Linked DNA regions of Gossypium hirsutum: regions 2, 3 and 4 are each linked to region 1. A link is a contact called in public Hi-C data. All regions are on one chromosome and are shown on one strand. The core of a region is the stretch at or near the end of the contact, and the rest is flanking DNA. Distances in the headings are between cores, read along the strand shown. Region 1 has its middle 81 kb from the start of LOC121205338. Region 2 holds the start of LOC107952169 (LEC14B homolog). Region 3 holds the start of LOC107952233. Region 4 holds the start of LOC107893804 (E3 ubiquitin-protein ligase MIEL1).

Region 1 (5,839 bases), core at 898-3,397:
CAATTAAAGCTTAATGAGTCTAGTTTCAAATGAAATCAACGAGAACATATTTTGACTTCTGTACAATTAGAAATTTGATTCGTAGTAAAGGGTGGTCAGATTAGTCAAACAGTGAAACAGGGGAAATTTTAAGAAAAATCTGGTATTTATTGGCCAAACTAAAAATTTTGAAAATTTTATGGATAAAAGATATATGAGTCTATTTTCAGGGAAATTTTACGGCAATTGATTTGGAATTTCGTAGCTCCAGTTATAAATAATTTGGTGACTGTTGCTCAGGAAGACAACTTATTGTGAATTTCTGATTATGTGGTTAACATTGATAAAAATTTGTTAATGAGTTGCTTAATGTTTTCTTAAAAACTTACTATGATCTATATGTGTGAAAGTCAAATATATATATTATATTTCTGAAGTAATGCTTGAATAGTCGAATAATGACTAGTTTAAAATTTTTGAATTTAAGCTCAAGAGCAAAGAGGGTCGAAGTTGGATAGGGGAAAAGAGAAAGTAATTGAGTAGCCTTTCCGCAACCGTTCAAGTATATCCGAGGTAAGTTTTGAATAGTCACATTTAGTACGTAATTGATAATGTCTTGATATGTGTATGATAACTGTACTACGATCTATTGAATCTATTTGAATATAGTTGATTGACAAATAATTTATGTTTAAGCTCCTCCCATTGTAACTGGCTTCCAATTTTCTCAGGTCTTCGTATGTTATGGGGGGTTTTGACCTGGTATGTATGTTTGTTTTTGTTTGTGTTTTAAGTTACTTATTTCCTAATTTTTCTTTCAAATTTTTATTAATCTGCTGAAATGGTAAACCCCTTGTAAAAGGATAAAATCTCCTTACATGATCATCATCCCTCACCATTCTGCCAACATAGAAGGGTTAATGGGGAGTTTTTTTTTTTTTGGTGAAATGAAATCTCTGCTCGTAAACATCCTCAGTTTAAAAAAGTGAAAAAGTACAGATCAAACATTTCAAAGGATTTTATTCAAATTTATTTATTTTATAAACAACAATCCTTACATTTACAGTCTAATTCCAATTATAAAGATAAATATTACAAAGATACAAATTTAATAAAAAAATTGCATTTAAAAAAAAATTGCATCTGTAACAATTTGAAAGGCATTTATTTGAACGCGTGTAATATCTCAGATTTAGAATTTAAGATGTATCCTAAAATCAAATTAAAAAAAATAGATACTCACTTTGAATAGATTTATTATTTTAATCACTAAAAGTTTTTGTTCCGCTCTAAATTTAGTATAAATTATCCATTAATTCCGTATATGAAAACGCACCTTTAGGTTAAATTTGATTAATTTCTTTTTGAAGTGACTAACGACGGTACACAAAAAATCACAAATAACACGAATCATTTGAATTTTAATGTGATTTGAAATTTGAAGTTTTTAAAAAAGTTGTAATAAAATCATTTCCAAGTTGACAAAATGTGGAAAAATAACATAAAATAATAGCAAGTCGACCCAAAAAAAAATGTAAATCAGAGTATTTTAAAAGAAATTGATAAATTTTGGGGAAGAACAACTTCGAAGGAGAATAATAGTTGAAAATAAATAAGGAAAAGCCTCAGATTAGCATATTGGCACATTCATCAAAGCAAACAACAACCCATGTAGATGGATCTACACGGTGCGCTTTATTTGTTGTTGCAGCTCTTGCCCATTTCTTCTCCTCATCAGCCTTTTTTTTTCCCAAATCGTAATAAATAAATTAAACAAAAACAAATCCACTGATAATTTCCAAAATATTTTCATAAATTTGAAGAAAAAACATTAATAATAAAGTCAGGTAATATTTTCAAAACTCACTTAAAAGCAAGATGGTCGCTAGAAAAATGAAGATCGGTTGCCATCAGCGACTGGAGAAGATGAAATCAAAAGGGAAGATTATATAGAAGCTATGAGGGGATTAGGTTTAGGGGCGTAGGGCTTTTTGATTTTATCAGTTCGAAACTTTGCCGGCCTTTCGGTTAGCGCTTAAAAATTTTGTTTAATTATCTTTGGGCCTTTTCATGTTTTATTAGGAATGTATTTTTCAGGCCTATATACTGCTACCACTGCTATAAACAAAGGAATTGGGTGGGCTCTTCATGCCCAAGGGACTCCTCATTGCTTCAAATGGGTCCTTCTCTATGATTTTATGGTTAGGTCTCTCTCCCACAAATACTAAATTGATAGATCCAATCTCACGTTTTCTTATATATATCTATGATTGAAGAAAGAAGCTCTTTGCTTTGTAGTTGATTGAATCATATACTCTTTTCACAGTTAGAATTTAATCCCAATATTTGCATAAATATTGGGGAGCAGACACTAAGATAGAATAAGCCCATTAATATGCCCAATGTCTCTACTACAATATGATGATAGATTATTCCTCCCAGAATAAAAAGACTAAAATCTTCCACGTCTCTTGTTGGATTTATAGATTGTACCTTTCCAATTAGCCCATATGGGTCGAACACCCATATTTCAAGACCATACAATCATGTTACATAAAATGCACCAAATCCAAAGCAAGCCACTTTTGAGAGAGAAAAATGAATTCTAAAAATCTTAGGCAAATCCAAAGAAGGTTTTCCTATGCCCTCATCACAAAATTTTTTAGATACTAATATACCCAATGCCAGATAGCTACTAAGAAGCATAAGCTAGAAAACACAATATGTACTTTGGCCACACCTTCGTAATTCCAAATACCCATATTTGTTATAGTCCCTCATATAATACTCCAATCACCCCATAGATTGGTTATTAGGGAAAAAAAAGATATGGAAATTAATTCCCAACAAATAAAAAATAAATGAGTGTGAGAGTCAAATGATTCGAAAGGTTCATGTTTGGTTTGGAAGGAATCATGAATTTTTTGAAATAAAAAAAAGAATGAAAATATAATCTACTTTAATTAAGTGATTTATTAGATAATCGAAAAGAGAGGATCTTGAATACTATTTAAAATTCATAAGAACTATGTCGTGGTTGGCTATTGAACGGCTGGAAAAGGCTTGGGTTTGCTTACAGAAAGTAGAAATGGAGGTGGATCAATTTGAGTGAATAGATACTCTGAGATAGAACGGGAAAAATTAAATTTGATTGATTCAACTTATAAGATTTTAGGACAATTAAAAAATTAAAAAAATGAAACTATTTATTTGAACAACAAAAAGCGATTAATCAAGTTCAATAATGAATTTTCCAACAAACTTTACAAGGAGCTCTAGGAACTTTGAATAATTCTTTAAATAGTGAATTACATTTATGCACCATAGCGCTAATATTGACTTGTTTGGGGGTGATGAAAGAAATAACCCTCCCAACAACATTGTCTTTAATATTCTAACTTTGAATTTTCTCCCTAGAGTGCAATGTTATTTACAACTACATCCAACACTTGCTGGTGTAATCCAAAAATTTAGTTCATCTATTTTTTAATTTAATAACTAAATTCTAATTTATAATATTGCTAGAGATTAGATTATGTAGTATTTTATAAATCCTTGGAGAAGAGTGCAACAGTGCGGCCTCGCTGATGGGCTCAATCCTTGGAGAAGAGTGTGGTCCTGCTTTAACAAACCCATTTATGGCCAACCATTGGGGTGGGGAGGAGAGAAGGAGGACCACCCACAAATATTTATCCATTTATTCAACTTTCGTATTAAAAAAGTTGATAAAAACTGCTCCTATCCTACAGTTGAAGTTGATAACTCAATTCCAAAGCTAACATTTGGTATAAACGGATCCACGAGACTGATGTCTGATGTTTGCACACTTTACCATTGTAGCAAATGAAATGATGCTACGCTTTAACAATATTTTGCACCCCACGTTAGTTGGTCCTTGATTTATGAGCATTTATCACCCAAATCTAGCTCCTTTATTTCTTCAAATCCAATGCCTTTCACCAACTTTCCCAATTTTGGTACCAACAATTTTAATGTCTCCCATGTAGTTTTATGCCCATCTGTGAAAAAGTGAAAATCAAATTAATATACCCATATTTATATTAAAAAAAAACTATATGCCAGGACAAGCTTTTCTTTTGGAAAATACCCATATTTATATATTATTTTTACTAATTTATTTATGTTTTTCTGAATATATTTAATTAATAGTATACATATAGACAAAAAAAAGATATAGTTATGGATGTATATATATACTGCGTCGCTATGAAAGATACAAACAGTTTAAATTTAGTGAGAAAAGAAAAGAGCGTACATATCATTAAAAAGAAAGAAGAAAAGAGTGTACATATGTGCATGTGAAAAGTAGATATTTTATTTGGGATATTACTACTTTTTCAGTGAGTTTTGTTTGAAAACATAGTTAAAATTAATTATTTATCTTTTTAAAAATTTTATATTACGATATAGATAATTTATTTTAAAATATATAAAAAATGTAGAAAATAATTTAAGATTTGATTAAAATAACAAAATTGAGACATAAGGAATACTCGGGAAATATGCTATGTTTCAATATACTTCAACATTATATAGATGAAAATGTTTAGATTTTAAGATTTCAATATGCTTCAATATTATAAATATAGACACATTATATAAATGAACAATTTCCTGAGAATTTTAATATGTTTCTAACAATTTAAATCGTTCAAGAATTTTAATATAAACTTTACTATACAGTAATTCATAAAAGGTTGTAACAACAACTATTAGACAAAAGTTAAATCTTTTATGAATTGTCAGTTTAATAATATATCTAAAGGTTATTGTATCTGTAACACCCCTAACCCGTGTTCATCGCCGGATCAAGGTTTTGAGGTTACCGAAACATTCAAAACATTTTTACCAAGATCATTCATAACGTCCCTTGATCGAGCCCTCGAGGCCTAATATGAGCATTAGAATCGAGTTGGGACTTAATCGAGACCTTTAAGAATTTTTCACGACTTTTCAAAATTTTTCTAAGGTGTAGGGCTCACACGTCTGTGTGGTCCAAGGGACATGCCCGTGTGACCCTGGGACACGCCTATGTTGGAGGCCATTGGTTAATTAATTCAATTCGAAAATAGGTGCAGGTTTCACACAGTCAAGACACACGCCCATGTTCTAGGTCGTGTGGCACATACGGCTGAGACACACGCCCGTGTCTCTGCCCGTGTGCTCAATTTTGAGCATTCCGTTTCTCAATATTAAGGTACAGGGGACACATGGCCTAACCACATGCCCATGTTACTAGGTTGTATGTCACACACGGTTTAGACACACGCCCGTGTGGACAAAATGAAGCCATTTCTAGCATCATTTCTCACCTAAAATTTCACCCAAGACCTGCACTTGAAAAACACATTCAGTACCAACCAATCCAAGCATTCAACTCAAGCAAATTTCATTATTCACAAGCCATATGACTACAAGCATACATGATCACAACCTTACCTTAGTTCAACTTAGGCATTTACAACATTGATCACATATTCTTAACATAACACATGTGTATATATATATATATATCATAGAAATCTACTTAGTCATACCAAAATGAACCATTACTAGCCATTCCAATGGTTAGGTTACAAAATAACATTTCAAGCCACTTTTAGCCAAATTGTCCTATACATGCCATTTGTAACAGCTCGATTTTAGCTAAATCAGAATAGTGGTTACAGAACCACAAACCCGAGTTCAAAAAATTATTTTAATATTATTTTTGGTGTTTATAGAATGTGAATATATATGTGTGAAAGTTTCGTGAAATAATTTTAGTGTTTGAATGCTTAATTTGATAAAAGAACTAAATCGTGTAAAATGCAAAGTTGCATTCTATTTGTTTAAAGTG
Region 2 (6,275 bases), core at 2,668-5,167, 790 kb after region 1:
CATGCTGATAATTGAGATAGTAGAATTCCCGTTTAAACCATAAGAAATAAATCGAATATTCATGCCATGACGTATGGGTTATCGCGAGCTAGTGTAAGACATGTCTAGGACATGCATCGGCCACATTATGAAAGCCAGTGTAAGACCATGTCTGAGACATGACATCGGCATTGAGACGAGAGCTAGTGTAAGACATGTCTGGGACATGCATCGGTCTCGTAAGGTAAGCCAGTGTAAGGCATGTCTGGGACATGCATCGGCTATGAGATGTGTCAGTGTAAGACCATGTCTGGGACATGGCATCGACACGACTATACGAGAACTAGTGTAAGACCATGTCTGGGACATGGCGTCAGCCTCAATGACGATAGTCAGTGTAAGACCATATCTAGGACATGGCATCGACTTGAGACATGAGTCAGTGTAAGACCATGTCTGGGACATGGCATCGGCATTATACCCTATGTTTGAGGCTTAGAGAATATCCGATAGTATTCCAAATGGTTCAACAGTGAGAGTTATAGTTTAAGTTAAATGAGAAAAGTATAACCATGTTGTGAGTGGTACAGGTGCATATTTGAAATGTTGAGATATGAGCTCAATGTATACTATGTGAATTGTATTGGATAGTGATGAGTAAGTTGTGTTTGTGCCTTCTTTTGTATTATGAACATGTTGATGAATGGTAGAGTTGTTGTTATATTTAATTGCATGCAACTTACTAAGCTTAATGCTTACTCCTTCTCCTTCCCATTTTCTTATAGTTCCGACTAATTAGCTCGAGGATCATCGGACATTGGAGGCATTGATCACACTATCAACCGAAGCACTTGGTATAGTTGGTTTTATTATTTGAAGTATGGCATGTATAGGACTTAGACTTTGATGTTTGTGTCTTGTTATATGGGCCAAATGTGTTGGCTTGGGATGAATCCCTTCATGTATTAAGCCTTGGAATGATGGCTAGGGTTCATGATTGATGTATGCAAATGATGATATTTTCATGAATGAGATATTGCCTTGTGTGGCTGATTTCTACCTTGTATTTTTGAATGGATATTATCATAACTATATTGTCCACATAGGTAGATACACGGGCGTGTGTCTAGGCCGTATGTGACACACGGCCAGCCCCATGGGCGTGTTGTCCAGCCATGTGTCCCCTGCACGTAAAATTCGCAAGTCAGTATACATGGTAGTAAACACGTGAACGAAGACACGGCAATGTGTCTCAGCCGTGTGAAGCGCACGGCTTAACACACGGGCGTGTGCTTTGGCCGTGTGGCCCTTAAGAGTTACTGACGTCAGAAATAGAATGTCTAGGTTTTTGCACACGGGCTAGGACACGGGCGTGTCATGGCCGTGTGAGGGACACGGGCCCGGGCACGGGCGTGTATCAGACCGTGTGAAAACCCCTATAGGTTCGAAGTGGAAATTAATTCCACACGGGTGAAGGACACGGGCGTGTCCCTAAGTGCTTTGGCCGTATGAACCATACGGGCCATCAACACGACCATGTTGAAAAGGTCATACGGGCGTGTTGCCTTTCTCACACGAGCGTGTGCCCCTATGTCATGTGTTATTTTTTAGAGTTCTTTAAATGACCCGAATTGGTCCCGAATGGTTTTAAATGAATTATTTGGGCCTCGTAAACCCACATTAAGGAGTTTTTGGTAAAGTTTGGAAAAGTTTTAAATTTGACCATTTCTTGGTGACTCGGAAACGTGAGAATGTATGTGTTCAAGTTTAAGTAACGCCTCGTATTCCGTCCCGACGTAAGGTACGGGTGTGGGGTGTTACAAGAGGACCAGTTAGAAATAGACATGTTTAAATCATATTGCATGTAATTTCCATGCTACACATCCATACTTGATCTATGTCATTTGATTGTGTTAATATACGTGATCATAGATGGATTTAGTTACGATATATGTAACGAAAGTCGCATTGGTTCTATGTTAACATAATTAATGGACAAGATTGTTCGGAATGCCTTTTGGATATGATAGTAAAATTTTGAACTCATAAGGTTGTATAATGACATGTAATTATAGTGTAATTAGTATATATATGTGGTCCAAGTGGGAGATCGTTGGAAAATATGGGCATCACATATATAATAAAGGTAATTACATGTTATTATTTACTATCATGATAAGTTAGCTCAAATTAAAAGTGATCTAATTTGGTTAGAATTTTATTGGGCTTTAATTATTAAATAAAGTATGTGTTAAATATGTGTAGATACTCTAATAATTGAATTCTAATCAAATTTTAATTAATGATGGGCTAATTAGGAACTAGAACTAATATGCCAAGGTTATAAATATTAGGGTTATGGTCTCCAAATTACACAATAAGATATCTTTTCTAATATCTCATTATTAAGAAAGATAGAGCAGATATTCTCTAAATTTCTTGTGTGCTAATTTGAAAGATCAAATCCTCAAGATCCAGTAAAACTTTAAGGAATTCATGGATTCAAATATGTTTTCGCATATAGTTTTATTCTTGATTTATTCTTGATGATTTGACATGATAAATCCTAGTTTATTCAGTTTTATTTTAGATTTATTTTACAAATCTAACAATATTTACTAAAAATAATTATATTTGTAATAATTATTTGATTTTATGAATAAAAGAGTTATTAATTAAAAAGATAAATTAAAATAAAATAAAAAACTTGAAACGATATGAAATAAAAATTAAAAATGTGTTTAGAAAATGAGAATTGAACTTGAGTCTCAATGATGAAAGCATTATTATTTAACCATTCAACCGAAGAAGCTAACATGAAATAAAAAATATAAATATAAATGGGAGAGGAATAGAACTTGAGACCTAAGAACAAAACCATCTAACATTTAAACATCTAATCAAAGATACTAATAATAAAAAAGTTAAAAATTGCTACTTAGGGCCAGTTCTTCATTGCTTTTGAAAAGTACTTTTGAAAAGTGCTGTGGAAAAGTGCTTTTGAGAAGTACTTTTGAGAAGTGTTTTAGAAAAATTTAAGTGTTTGATATTGCTGTCAAAAAGTGCTTTTGAAAAGTAAAATGTCCATTTTAGACATGATATTATAAAGTAACAAATATGTATTTAAATAATGTTCAAATTAGTTAATATTATGATATTTTAGTAAAAATATAAAAAAATAATTTATTATAACTTATTGTTAATATTTTAATATATAATATTAATTTTAAATATTTCTAAGTAATTAATATTAATTATTTATTAAATTTAATTAGAATATATAAACTATATTTAAATATAATAATTAAATATTTGTAATTAGATATTAACACAATTATATTATTTTAAAAAATATTTTTTATTTTTAATTAATGCTTTTAACACATTTGTAAAAATCATATTAAATAACCAAGAAAGAAAACACAAAATAATAACATCAAACACATTTTAAGTCAAAAAGTAAAGTTAAAAAGGTAAAATAACAGCCAAAAGTACTTTTTGGCTGAAAAAGTTAAAATTTACTGCTTTTTCATCTCTAAAAAAGCTCATCCCAAAAGTTAAAAAAGTTGCCCCAATAATATGTGTTCTTCATTGTTTTTAAGAGAAAAGTATTTTTTTTAAAAAAATTCATCCCAAAAGTAATGAAGAATATACCCTTTAAAGAAAAGCGCGTTCAGCTAAACGTACATTCTTATAAATTATGTAAAAATACGCTAAACTAAACACGCTTTTAAACTCTTTCTTAGAAACAACATATTTCTCTAATTAAAGTTAAAATCCGCGATTAAAAAATAAAATTGGCGTATAGGCCTTGTTTAGCCACATACGAGATGCAGATTTAACTTTTAAGAGAAATAAATACAATACAAAAGGCCATTACAAATGAACACGTGTGAAGATGTAAAGGGATTAGGTGTGCACATTGCGGCCGCTCAAATCATCAACCACCCTAACTCGTGACTCAGAATATATGTAATTTTCCCCCAATAAGAAAACAAATAAAATATAAACATTACGGGCTAACTGTTAATCTCAGTCTGACTGAATCTCAGCAAAATCCAAGGCTTCAACACTCCGTAACACAATTATTAGGTAAAGCTAAGCCTTCACACTTCACTCTTATCCACTTTGTCTTAAGTTTTCTTTTAATTTTTATTTATTTTTTTATAATCATTCCTTTTACCATGCAGCTGCCTTCTTAGTTGTTACTTGTATGTTCAAGAAATTTTGGGTTTTCCTTTGTTTGACGGTCGAATCATTGGATGCTCTTTTTGTTTTGCATGTATTCTGTTCTTTCCTGACAATTTGAATTGGTGCTCGTAATTGTGACAAATTCTAAGTCAGTATAGATGAAAGTTTGCCTTTTGTTTTGTATTTAGAATTGGTTTTTTTTTTATTAATAAACGAATTGGGTTTGGTTTAATTCCTAGCTTATGCTTATCACTCAATTCAACGTGATAGAGGACACAAAGATGTTATATTTAGTTATGATCCTAACCAGAGTCAATTAACACTTGTCTTAATTTTGGGCTTTTTCTACTCTTTTTATTGGTATGCATGTGATTTCAACCGGGTCAGTTAACATGATTTGTCAATTACAAATCTCTTTTTGTTTTTCTATATGTTTTTTCTTTTTCTTTTCAGGTTTGAAATATTAAGAACTGAACAAAATATCCTTTGATATGAAGGTTTACTAGATATGTACATATATGTAGGAGTGTTTATGCACATGTAAAAGTTTCTGTAGTGCTTTTATATTGAAAATGTTTGTTACAGCCTGTGGGTTGCCATTGTTGAAATGGGGTATGCCATGAGTAGGCTGGAGATAGAATCTGAGTTGTTTGAAGGCGGTAATGTCACCAGTGAAGCTGGTTGCAGTAACAGGTCCGACAAACCATTCTGTAAAGTAGACCACGAGATTGCCCAGCTTACAAACCTTAAATCAGTGCCTAATGAACGATTGCATCAACTCATGCCAGGAAAGAAAAAATTACCTGTTTCCCCAGTGAAAATGTTGGCAGGTCGAGAAGGTAATTATTCAAGAAGAGGAGGATTCTCATCAGCAGATCGTTGTCACATGATTAGCCGATATTTGCCGGTAAATGGTCCTTGGCTTGCGGACCAGATGACCAGCCGAGCCTATGTTTCTCAATTTTCAGCTGATGGTTCTCTATTCGTTGCTGGGTTTCAGGTAGTGTTGCTTGTCTTATATCTGATCATTGATCGGATTGACATTGAATTCATTGGACTGTAGCTAGTAATTGGCTTGATTTGATTTGATTGTGAATTTTGGTTTCAGGGAAGCGATATTAGAATATACAATGTGGATAGAGGCTGGAAAGTTCAGAAGAACATTCTTGCCAAAAGTTTGCGTTGGACTGTTACTGACACATCCCTTTCCCCTGATCAGCGCCATCTTGTGAGTTCTTACTGGATATGGTTAATTAATATTTGCATATATGAGATGATTCAGTGATATCCAATCATGTTTTTAATTTAAACAAACTTTGTGATGTGAATGGAATTTACTGCTGGAATGAATCCCCTCCCCCTGAGATGATTCAGTGATATCCAATCATGTTTTTAATTTAAACAAACTTTGTGATGTGAATGGAATTTACTACTGGAATGAACCCCCTCCCCCTGGGTCTAGTTTTAACATGTGCTCAGTGTTTTCCTTCATGTCAACGTGAATTTTTTTTTATAGCAACTATATTTGACATGGCGAGACTGTCATTGCAAAATATGAAATGGATATTTTTTTATAAGATAACACATTTCAAGCATTAAATGGATTAAAATCATCCTCCTTCGTGCAGTAAGGGGATTTAAAATCATCCCACTTCATGTCGCACTATGCTTAAATTTTTGAGGATTCTGATATCACTTTAGGTTTTGTTACAAAGATTCATGGTATCATACAGGCTGTCGTGGTCTCACTCTCTGCATGACATGACAAAATAATTCCTGATAAAACGTTATTCTCTGGTTTCCTGATCCTTTCTTTTGCATTCTATAAGTGAAAAATTATATGACCTTATGCGGAAGAATGAAACCACAAATAAATCACTTTTCTGCTTCTCTGCATGTGCCCCTGTTCATGCCTGAATTGTCTTCTCATCTGTTGCTTTAATGTTCAAGTTCTCGTATAATGGTTTTATGCACTGATAACTAGGTTGGTAGTGTGTGGCAACCAGACTACTCCTTTTTCATTTGCTCACCTAAGTCAACCTACGAAGTACATAAAATGGGGAAGATTAAAAATTAAAGGAAAAAAGATGGAAAAAGACTTAAAT
Region 3 (6,358 bases), core at 2,544-5,043, 530 kb after region 1:
AAATAATCTCTAAAAATTAGCCTATCCCTAAAAATTAGTAATTTGATTATGGCTAATAGTACAAGGAAATTCCTAGAACTAAGGTAGAAAATCTGCTTAATTTAAGGAATTCCAACAGTAAGCAAGCTTTGACCAAGCTGTATGTATGAATGTATATGAATATGATGGCATTAAGCAGGCATTCCTAGAAAAAAAGGAGTTCAAAATAATTGAACAAGTTGCATGGAACTTGACTGTAATATATGCAAACTAAGCCTAATAATGTAAAAACAAAAGAACTCTAAAATCCAGGGGTCACCAACTTTGGTTTTGGCTAACCCGATGGAACCGAGGCTGAAACCATGCAGCTTTAACGATTTGACGTCCTTCAGCGTCATCAGCACCAACCCCCAGTGTTTTCATAAGGCACCATCTTATCAGCAGAACTCTCACAAGACAAGACCGTCCCACGGATAGAAACTTGAACCTCATCTTCCAATCCCAATCGTTTCTTCATATTTTCCTTCTCAGAATTGGTGCTAAATCTCAATGGGATGCTTTTGTCTTTTGCCGACTTCTTATACCGTACTTTCCCCAGGCAGAGTTCTCGTTTCTCGATCGACATATACACCATCGAATCCGACTTGTTGTCGAAGAAATAAAACCTTTCGTTGTAGTGCAGCGTATTGAATTTTGATCGGAACCATGGATGCGAGCTTGTGCTCGGTCCAAGCTGTGGCTCCACGATCGATAATGTGCAGCTCGAGTGGTTCAGTTTCGGTTCGACTGACAACGGCGACGACACAGTCTTTCGAAGTCGGCGGGACCGAAAAGACCGCTATGTGGTCGTTAATTGCAGTGTGAAGGAATGGACCTAGGAGGTCTATTTTGGCACGGACAAAGGGCAAAAGAAGAACATTGAGCCTTCGCAAAAGAGTAAGAGCCACCCTTGACTAGATGCCAGGCAGGTTGCTCCGTTCATTTCTAGGATATAAATGGTGTGTTTTCCATCCGATTCGGTAATCAAGCTGCATTCGGAATTGTCTCCGCTGTATATTAGGCACCACGGCTCTTGGTCTGGTATGGCTTCATCTCGGCGGTGGCGGCAAACGAAGCGGAGTTCCAGTCCTTGCAGACGGCTCAGAATCGGAGAAGGTCGATTAGGCCTAAACGATCGACAATGGATGGTAAAAGAGGAAGATCAATCCAGTCCCTGGATGTCATTTGGTCACGTCTATTCAGCCTGTATATATATTTCATGTTCATCAGTAAAAAAAAGAATTCTCTTTGTACAAACAATCAAATTAAATCCAATCAAATCAAAAACAGATTTGAGATGAAAAGTAGAAAACCAAAATTTGATTGTAAGACGAGGATGTCGTAATTGAAACATACATAGAAGTAAATTATTATAGAGTAACATACCAAAGCCTTTTAAACTGGGGTGAAGAATTCTCCATTGAACATGAAATTGGATGAGTTTGGAGAAACTGTAGATTTTGTATTTGTTTTAAGCAAAGCAACCCTACAGTCACAAGAGTTTTGTTTACATAAGTCTCTCATACCACAATAACTTATAGCTATTTTTCCTCTTTAATCCTTGATTATCAATTAAATTAACTAATAAGACGGAATATTATTTCTCGCTTCCTACCAATTAAACTCACTCATCTACCATATTTGTATCATATCATATGTATTATTAAATTAAAATTTTCAAAATAATTTAGCGACAATAATTTTTTATTACTTTTAACCTTTGAATTTTTTTTTTTCAAATCATCCTAAAATGGATGGAAAAGTTATCATTTATTAACTTTGTTGATATAGTGTATACGTAGATGACAAACGTTAACTTTTTCAACTATTTCGAGATGATTTGACAAAAAAATTAAATTCAAATGTTAAAAATGATAAAATTAAACGAATGACTAATATAACTTTTTTATAAAATTGAAAGGCTAAAAAAAATTATTATCGCAATAATTTACTTATAAAAAAATATTGAGATAAATGGTTTTAATTGGTAGGGGGTAGATGATGTGATTGATAGTAGTCGTAAAAATAATTTTTCAGATAAGACTTAGGTTTTAGTAAATAAAAGAAAAATTATACACAAAAAAAAAGTGGGTAGTCTATTTCTTTTTTGGAGAAGAAACAGGCATATATATATAATTTTGTTGTTATGATTAGATTTGATGTATATATGTATTTTGATAGAATAGCAAAATGAGATTAAGGGATAGAGCAAGGAGAATGAGATGTTGTTCTCGTTACTTCTCTTCTTGTAATGTTGTTGCCTTGACAAAGAATATTACTGACATCCAATTCAACCTAGTCATATAATATTAACTCATTCCTTTTCCTTTGGAAGGAAGAAAGGGTGTGCATGTAAGAATAGTGGCAGCTTGGAATTTTTTTGTGTGTGAATAAATCTTTTTGTAAATTATTATCGAGTTTCCCTTATTCTTTTATCATAATTTCTCTCTTAAAAATATTCTCATTACTTTTCGATTTAAATTCATATCTCCATGATTTATGAATCATTATTGTAACTGTAAATGCCTTTATTTGGAGTCTAAATTACGAGCTAATATCCAAAGTTTGAAATGTAGGGGGTTTCTTTCTCAAAAATAACTCCATTCCTTGTTATTCCTACTCCTCGTGTGAACAAAGTGTACAACTCCTTGGCTTTCTCTCATCTCTGTCTTTGTCGCCACTATATGATCCAATCTGCTATTTAAAATTGAGGTAAGGTTAAAACTTTGCATACAGAGTAACCAAACTAGACTACTCTTGCGAAATTACAATCAACAAAAATGTATTTATCTCTGAAACATAAAATACACAAGACACTTTATTCACAATAACTCTTTTTTTTTTATCCCGGATGGTTTGCTATGTCTTCTTTCTATAATATTAATGCAACTATTTTTATCTCGAAAAATAAATATAAACACAATTTACTTTTAAGTTTGAAAATATTTTAGGTGAGAGAAAAAGAGAAATGGGTGGGGTATTTATTGTTCACAAATCAACTCATTAAATAGCTTGGTTGGGAAACTTCACAACCTTGAGCTCAATATCCATAAGGGCTGAACACAGTTAACTATATTTTGTAGTACTTTTCCCTTGACATGCTAGCACGGATTCCTTAAATTCAACATCCATGTGTATTGAGATATCTTTAAAAATGTATTTTAAAAATTAAAATTTGAAGACAAATATTTAAATAAATAATATTAAAAAAATTATACTTAGGTCTAAAAACAGTTTAACTTACTTAAATCATTTAAAAATATAAAAGAATAAATAGAATATATTGTATTTATTGTATGAAATACTTTAAATTTTAAATATAATCAAGGTATTTAAATACATGATATTTGACATTATTTTAGACTGCATACATGTAAAAAACCCAGGCTATATTTTGATTTTAAATATATTAATTATGAATGCATATCTCTAGCTAAATGAATAAATGAATTACACTGTTCTGCAGGGAAGCACAACCGTCCGGGCGTTTGGTCTAGTGGTATGATTCTCGCTTTGGGTGCGAGAGGTCCCGAGTTCGATTCTCGGAACGCCCCTTTCTTATTTTACCTTTTTTTTAAATTTTTTTGGCTCAGAGGCGCTGACACGTGGCATATTGGTCAGAGACACAGAAAAAAAACGAGGGGCATTCCGAGAATTGAACTCGGGACCTCTCGCACCCTAAGCGAGAATCATACCACTAGACCAAATGCCCACTTTGTTTGTTTGTCTCAAACAAAATTATTTATAGTTAAGTTTAATTGAATAGTTTCCCGCCTTCAGGTACATTTTTTTGTTATTATTTCCCCTCCAAAAATCAAAACTCAAAAAATCCCAAAATGCTTCTGATGCATAAAAATGGGGTTTTATTATGCCACCATGTTAGCTTTCCCATCCATCATTTAAGAATTTGAGGTTTCCCACCAAATCATCGTTGATCACTGAGAAAAATCCTACATTAACAAATTGAATGGCTGCTGATACACGTTACCTCACTCACACTCTACTCTTTGAGTCTCACTCCCCATCCATCCGGTAATCTTTTTTCCTTTCAATATTCCAATTATCGCCCCCTTTTTTTTTCTACATGATTTTGGGGGATTCTCGTTAATCATCAAGAAAATTCTCAAAGTGTGATCCAAATAAATATTGTTGTGCTTGATAGTCCTGTAAATGAAAATGAAACCCAGTTGGAGAAAGCTTGCTTTGGCACTGAAGTAACGGATAATGATGATGGTGATGAGGAGATGGGTCATGTGGAGGATGTGAAAGCTGAACAAGCAATGTGTGAGCTTGATATGGAAATTGTGCTTGATAGTGAAGATGAAGGAAGTTGTAGAACCGAGACTATAACTCTCTTTAATTGTAGAAAGATCACTGGTGGAAGTGAAAAGAATGTGTCAAAGAAGAGGGAAGGGCAAAGCCCTTGTTTAGATGTTGATTCAATTGACAAACAACTCAGTGCAGGTTAGTCTTTCATTGGTTTTATTTTGTTTTAAATTTTTTATTCAATGTCATTGTACCCCCTTTTTTCTCTTAGCAAATTGAGATCAATATGATTGCTTTGTGTTTATGTTTTGGTTGAATCTTATGGTGCGTAGTAATTATTAGTAAATCATTTTCTGTGGTTTGAATTGAAGGGACGAAAAGATCTTCCAGGGATCATGATAGAAGTGATGAGACAAAGGATGTGCCTCAATTGTCTATAGGTGATCATGAGATTAGAAGGTTGGAATATGTCGATTCTCAGGAACCTGGAGATTCGTCCCAAGCTATTGCACTTTGCTTCGTCGATAACTTTTTGAGCTTTAATAGTGTGGATTTGTGTCAAGGAGTTGAAGAGAGAAGGAGGACTAAATCGCCTTTTGTCTCCAGTGCAAAGGGAACTCGACATTTGGCTAAGATAATCAATCGGGGATCTCCGGTCAAAGAAGTGGGAACCTTTGAATGGTTTGAGAGTTGTCATCAGGGAGAGACTGATTCCTTTAGCAAGAGAATGACAAGGTCTTCTGAATTTGGAGACTTAAGCCATCAAGATCTTCACAATAAAGGGCAAAGAAATTTAAGCAATGAGCATGAAGAGGAGCATGCACGCCGTCATTCACTTTCAGGGTTCAAGGATCAGGGTTTGAAAGCCAGTATCGGGATAGAAAAAGAATCAGAAGGGAATATGGTAAATGGATCTTTTAAGGAGGTGGACGAACTCATGCAGACAAAATCATCATCAGAAAAGTTTGAAGCTAGTGGTACTGCAAGAGACATACCAGACATGTTTGATGTTGGCTTTAGCACCCAAATAGCTGCAGAAGCGATGGAAGCTCTATGTTACGGCCTCCCTCCCAGTTGTAAAGCTTGTGATACATGTGAAGCTGTAGAGGGTGCCCTCACAGATCTTCTGGAAGGTGAAGCAATGAGTAGAACCCATTTGGTGCATCATTCCCTTCAAAAGGTTGCTGCTTGTAAGATAGGAGAAGTTGGAAAAGAGTCAATTCGAAGAAAGCGTTCTGCTAGAAGATATAACAAGAATATTTCTAGTTCATCATGGAATTGTAACTATCAGGAGTTGAGTCACAAACTAAAACCCGAAACATCTAAGAGCAAGCAATCAAAGTCGGATGAATCTGTGAGCCAGAACAACCTAGAAAACTGTGAGACTTATGCGACTGCATTCATTCCTGATGTGCAGAACTTGTGCAGGAAACAATTGTCACAGGATGAACCTATCGTTCATCAAACTAGGCACTGCAAGGGAGGAGCTAATGTAAAAAAGATTAAGGATCAAGTGGATAAACCAAGAGTAATGACCAATAATGTTAAGGAGGGAAGTATGCTAACATATAAGAGAAAGAGGAAGAGCGTGGTTGCTGATCCACCTAAGTTATTGAGTGGCAAGCAGAAATGCACCAAGCTGCATTCATATGCTTCTGCTGAAAATCTTGACGGCAAATTGAGTGAACAACGAAGTAGTCCACAAGAAGCTGCTATAGCCAGATATTTGAGATTAGATACATGGAACTGTCCCAAAGGCAAAAGAACACAACGGAAAGTGCCGATCCATTCCAGTGGAAAGAGTAATATGCATGCTTCATTCACTAGTGTTGGTGCAGAAGAACACAAACTGGATCCTGTCAGAAATAAAAAAATGCCAGAAGATGATGAAACCAATTCTAGTAACTTCAACATGAAAGGACGAATGTGTACTTCCCTCTCTTGGCCTTCTTTAGAAAGTAATTCTGATGAAAGTTTATCAAGACAGAACTGTAAAGAACAAGTTTCAGGCGTTACTACAAACAGTGATCTAGCAGTCCCCAACATAAGAGAAAGTGCTTGGGACTTGGATAGA
Region 4 (5,662 bases), core at 754-3,253, 770 kb before region 1:
AGAACATAAGTAACATAAGTATTATATTCAAATCAACGATTTGCACATTGCCATAATTCTGTGTTTAAGTATAAATTCATCAACTTTCACTTACATTTCATATAAACTTATCAATTATCACTTACTGCCAAACTTATCACGAGTACCTGAACTGATCCGTATCATTGCCTATATCCTCGTACCATCATCTTTTCCCGTTGAACCATTCGGAATAATATCGGATACTAGGGAATCTCGCACCAAAGTGCCACATACATAGCCAACACTATCTCAATCTCATATTACATATTTGCTCACTCTCGAGCTATCAACGAGCCTGCTCACACAAGCTGTTGGTCAAGACATAGTTACACGGTGCTGCTCACACAAGCTGTCAAGTAATCGCAACATTTGCCGGTATACTCAGCCACCAGTAGAACGTACATGACCAGCACCCGGATCACATAATCACAATAACCCTTAATGACATGTCCCTAGTATCCTATCTATTCTCAAGGTTAATCCGGGATTCTCACAGTGTCAATGCTTTGTCGATAGATTTCACAATGTTGTAATATCACAATTATAATATTTAAGCATATAAACACATATAACATTAAGCTTATTAATCATACAAACTTACCTCGGTTTACAAAAACGATGAAATAGATTGAGTAGTCGAGTACTTTGTTTTTCCCTCGGTCTAGATCCAAATTTCGCTTTCCTTGATCTATATGTAATCAAATTTAGATTATTTAATTATCACTCTATTCAATTTAATCCAAAAGCACTTATTAAAGCATTTTATACTTTTGCCCCAAGTATTTCACAACTTTTACAATTTAGTCCTTATTTCATAAGAACACAAATTAATGCAACTTGATATCAACCCATGCTAGTCAAATTTTCCTAGTACATATATCAGCCCATATTATTCATTTATTTCACATTTTAACCACAAAGTTTCCACATTTCACACTTTAAGCCCTAATTTGCATTTTCACTAAAAATCACTTAACAAAACTTGTATAATTATCATCAAACATTCATAATCTATCATCAATCATTAAAATACATGCTTATTCATTAATGGAAACTTCCTAAATCTTTAACAGTTTTGTAAAATAGTCCTTGAGCTAGCTAGACCTAGTTGCAACGATCTCAAAAACATAGAAATAATTAAAAATCGAGTCAAAATCACTTATCAATTAAGCTACTAAGTGACCGAACCCTAAAAAACTTTCATGGCTTCCTTCTTTCTTTGTATTTTTGGTGGAAATGAAGAAAGGATGATGATACATTAAGTTTTCCATCATTTTACTTAAGTTATTTACAAATTACTATATTAACCTTGTTTAAAAACATTAAAATCACTTAATATATGCCCATAATTGTCCACTCACAATTGAAATGGTCTAATTACCACTTAAGGACTCTTACTTTAAGGTTCTATAGCTATTAATACCTTTAGCTATTAGAATATCACTTTTGCACTTTAAGCGATTTAGTCCTTTTTACCGAATTGAGCATTCAAATGATAAAATTTCTTAACAAAAATTTCACACAATCATACTATCATTTTGTAAACATTAAAATAATAATAAAATAATTATTTTGATTTCAGATTTGTGGTCCCGAAACTACTATTCTGATTTGACTAAAAATGGGCTGTTACATCCTTGTGGCGTTATGAGAGGTTGTCATGTGGTACCATCGGATTGGTTAATAGAGTCACATTAGCACAAACTAACAATATTAATGCAAATGTATTAACTTAGTTGACGGAATACAAATTTAATGACTAACTAGATCCAAAAAAATTTAGAAACTAACTAAATACAAATAGACAAATTCAAATATCAAATTATATATCATCTCTTTATTAAATATATAAATGTCAAAATGAGTGAGAAGATAACAACAATCGACGGGGAATGGGTGAAATAAGAAAACATTTAGTGACGCAGGCTGAGGCTAATATCTACTGCTAGCAGTTATTACGGCAACGTCTAGAAGATACCTAAACAAATCCTTTCCTGCAAACGTAAGATAAAAGTGAATTCCGTTGGCATTCAAAAAAAGGAAAAAGAAAACACCAGTTTGATTTACAAGCCTAATAAGGCCGAGCAAACATAATTGACTTTGAAGGCCTAATAGGCCCAATTTAGTAAATTTTATGTTTTCTATGTTGTTCTTAATTTTCAGAAAGGGAAAAAAAAAAGAAAAAAGAAGAGCAAATGTCTCTATTTTGTTCTTTCTTTCTTCGTGTTCCTATTCTAACCAATGGCAGGGGACTCTGTAATTTCGCCTCAGAGAAGCAAAGATTTCGGAAAACTCGACCATGGGTATCTTCTCTTTGCTCTATATTCTTTTTTGTTTCCTTTGGGTTTCAATTTGTTAAATGCTTTTTTTTATTTGTTTTTTCTTTCAGATGCGATCACTACAAGAGACGATGTAAAATCCTTGCTCCTTGCTGTAATAAGACCTTCCCTTGCCGTCATTGCCATAACGAGACCTCAGTACTTTCTCTCCCTTCTCTCGTTTCCCTTTCCCTTTTCATGTTCATTTACGTTTTTTAATTGCCTGCCTTGGTTATATAAATTTATTAATCTTATTGTTTTGGATTGTTTAATTTTTTTTCTTTTAATAATTCTTTTATTTCTTTGTTTAATTTAGAACTCACTTAGCAACCCAAAAGATCATCACGACCTTGTCAGGCAGGATGTCAAGCAAGTATTTTTATTTGACAAAATCACCTTTCATGTTGTACCTTAACATATAATTGTTATAATGGAGTGGAGTTGATGATGTGTCAGGTTATTTGTTCAATTTGCAATACCCAACAGGAGGTATGTCAAGTTGCATTTAATTCTGTGGTAGTAACTGTAAGTGTCTCAACTCTGAAAGTCCATTATTCTAATGTCCAGGTTGCTCAAGTCTGTTCCCATTGTGGGGTAAACATGGGAGAATATTTCTGCGACATTTGTAAATTCTATGATGATGATGTAAGATGATTGCATGTTTATGTTTACTTTTATTCCACTTAAAGAATCATGTTGAGTTTATGTTATGACTGTTGCAGATTACAAAGGGACAATTCCATTGTAATGATCGTGGAATTTGTAGGTTGGTTAGCATGTTGTGTCCGATTGCTTAAGTTTTTTACTTCTTGTTATTGTAACTTGTTTCTGTCTTATATCTTGTCAACTTCTAGTCTGGTCTAATCTGTGGTTTACACAGGGTTGGTGGCCGTGATAAGTTCTTTCACTGCGAGAAATGTGGTAGGCAGTCTTATTACCATTCTTGCTCCTTAATTGATTTAGTTTTAGAGTTGGTTTCTTTTATAGTATTGTATGGAATTTCATGTTATACTTGTTATGGGGCACAATATGCTATTCCTCTTTAAGCTGAAAAGAAATGGAAAAAGATGAAAAGGATAGCTGAATTATAAGTTATTGATATTCATGGTGGTTTGATCATATTAACCAGATGTGATTCTTCTCTAATTTTTATTTATTTAATAGGATTAACCTAAGAAAGCCAAAGGAAATAGCCAAAATCGTAATGATAGATAGCCCTTAAAATCCTTCGTTTCCCTACTGTTGTAATTTTGCGGAGTGCAGCGAAGTATATTGGCTTTATCTGTTGTTTAGATGGCCGTGTTCCAGGGTGTTTATTGAGGTGTGTTGCAGTTCTATAGTCGTAGTGTCCCCTATTTTGTCCATTATCATTTTAAACATAGGGCTCAAAGAGATGACTTCTAAGACATCTGGGGTCCTTTCAATGAGTTTATGACTCCATTAGATAGTTGATGATTTAATGGTGTCCCAAGCTAGTTTACTTCAGACTCCTAAAATTCACTTAGTTGTAGATTTAAGCTGGAGTTTCATGTAAAGGCTAAAGAAAAAGGCATATTAGGGAACCTATCTCTGTACTTGTTATTGTAAACTTTAAATTCTCTTAAGTTTATGGTGAGTATCTCTAAGCATATAGTTGTGCAGTCTTCAAATTAATTTTATGATTCCAGTTTAATTACTCTTAGTATTAGCAGTATCTTCAAAGTTGTTTAATTTCTTGTGGTCATTTTCCTGTATTGCTTTTTCCTTTATGATGTTATCATTGGCACAGGTTCTTGCTATATGGTGGATCTGCGTGACAATCACTTTTGTGTAGAGAATTCCATGAAGTCTTATTGCCCCATCTGTTTTGAGGTTTGAGCTTTGAGAGTTTGACCATTTTCTTCACTTTTCTTGAAATTTCATAAGAATATGTTTTTCCAAGACATTTTTTTCCTGTGTCCAGTATCTTTTTGACTCAGTTAAAAGCACACGCATTATGAAATGTGGACATACAATGCATATGGAATGCTTTTCTCAGATGGCTAAGCAAAATCAGTAAATTCAAATTACTTTGCTAATTGCTTACCTATTTTAATTTTATTTTATTTTTTCAGAATGGTTAAAACATTAACTATATATATATATATTTTTTTTCTCCATTTCACTGGTATAGATGTCCCATCTGCTGCAAGGCAGTACTTGATATGTCTGCCTTCTGGGAAGATCTGGATATGGATGTATAAACCTTCTTCTTTTGATCATCTTATTGCACATTAAGTTTCTACTAGACCTCAGCATATTGTGTGTTACTAATAATTGGTTCTTTTGTTGGATTTTTATATGCCCTTTCCATGGATCTAATTTTTTATTTCAAGGATGTCTGATCTTTCTCTAAAGAACATATTAAATAGATTTTGCTGTAGAAGTTGTTAAGTACTACTTTCAGGATTAACCAACTATTTTACTGTTTCGATAATTTTTGTATGTCATTAATTGGTGATCTTTTTCTTTGTTTACAGATTGATGCTACTAGAATGCCTGCGGAGTATCAATTTGAGGTAGTAAATTATGTAACTTTCTCTTTTTCTTTGCCTGCAGCATACATGCAATTAAAATTGTTGCAGCATATATGCAAACTTTTATAAGTTTTTGCTCTCATTCAGAAATCACGTCTAGTTAGATAATTTCCGTGCCTCTAGAAGGTATCCATCTGTTTCCCAATGTTTGGTCGGGACATAGATGTGTTGTCATATAACACTTCCTTATTTCAAATAGCAGCCAGTCTTTCTTTTTCATGGATGTTAACAGCCGACCCGATTAGGAAATATTCTTCATACTCATTTTTACCCTTTCCAAATGAACATAAAGCTAATAATTTAAGGGTCTACTTTAGCGGGCAAGTTTATGTTATGGTTTCTAGTGCTGTTCCTTCCTATTTAGCTTCTTTCAGGCTAATACTGAGCCACTGTTGCTCTATATGATATAATATCTTCTTCATCATACTTCCGTTCTTGAACATAGTCAAAATGATGTTCAGTTTTATATTTGTACACTTTGTTGAATGTGGTTTTCATGCAGGTTTCAATCCTCTGCAATGACTGCAACAGTACAAGCACAGTCCAGTTTCACGTTCTTGGTCTTAAGTGCAGGAAATGCAATTCTTACAACACCCGCCGGGTTACAGAGCCGGCCAACCATTGCCATACATACTGAAGTTGTAATCGGTTCGTAATGCAACATTTGACACTCTTTTATGCAAAACTCTCTTACAAAAGGTCTTTGTTTAGTTGCATCTATTTCGTTATTGATTTTTTACTACTACTGATGTAAGATCAGTTAATATA

Evidence for each region. A called contact is a pair of places that touch in the nucleus more often than the background predicts.
Region 2: a contact with region 1 is called in a Hi-C map of leaf, with 4 times the contacts expected there. The contact joins the promoter of LOC107952169 here to the enhancer-like site in region 1. A contact is called at or near these places in 2 of 34 Hi-C or Micro-C datasets (both in leaf).
Region 3: a Hi-C map of leaf shows a contact between it and region 1, with 2.6 times the contacts expected there. The contact joins the promoter of LOC107952233 here to the enhancer-like site in region 1. A contact is called at or near these places in 2 of 34 Hi-C or Micro-C datasets (both in leaf).
Region 4: a Hi-C map of leaf shows a contact between it and region 1, with 3 times the contacts expected there. The contact joins the promoter of LOC107893804 here to the enhancer-like site in region 1. A contact is called at or near these places in 5 of 34 Hi-C or Micro-C datasets (callus and leaf).

What each region holds. Positions count from the first base shown.
Region 1 is chrA08:14,597,014-14,602,852 of Gossypium_hirsutum_v2.1, reverse strand. No RefSeq gene overlaps it. Among protein-coding and RNA genes, the nearest start is that of LOC121205338, 81 kb to the right of the region's middle. Within about 2 kb of position 2,147, at least 9 of the 9 cell types and tissues checked have an H3K27ac peak or open chromatin away from gene starts, as enhancers often do. A contact at or near this core is called in leaf, where this site is marked.
Region 2 is chrA08:13,805,871-13,812,145 of Gossypium_hirsutum_v2.1, reverse strand. It overlaps LOC107952169 (LEC14B homolog), which reads left to right and starts at 3,917. Exons shown (of 11, transcript XM_016887468.2): 1 at 3,917-4,071; 2 at 4,756-4,863; 3 at 4,959-5,170; 4 at 5,279-5,398. The coding sequence starts at 4,833.
Region 3 is chrA08:14,068,689-14,075,046 of Gossypium_hirsutum_v2.1, reverse strand. LOC107952233 reads left to right here and starts at 3,793. Exons shown (of 8, transcript XM_041075886.1): 1 at 3,793-4,050; 2 at 4,181-4,482; 3 at 4,656-6,358. The coding sequence starts at 3,986. It overlaps TRNAP-AGG (transfer RNA proline (anticodon AGG)), which reads right to left and starts at 3,730; the gene lies at 3,659-3,730. TRNAP-UGG (transfer RNA proline (anticodon UGG)) reads left to right here and starts at 3,501; the gene lies at 3,501-3,572.
Region 4 is chrA08:15,371,165-15,376,826 of Gossypium_hirsutum_v2.1, reverse strand. It overlaps LOC107893804 (E3 ubiquitin-protein ligase MIEL1), which reads left to right and starts at 2,003. Exons shown (of 9, transcript XM_041074502.1): 1 at 2,003-2,324; 2 at 2,411-2,498; 3 at 3,062-3,105; 4 at 3,220-3,260; 5 at 4,108-4,190; 6 at 4,282-4,373; 7 at 4,838-4,876; 8 at 5,397-5,542. The coding sequence starts at 2,263.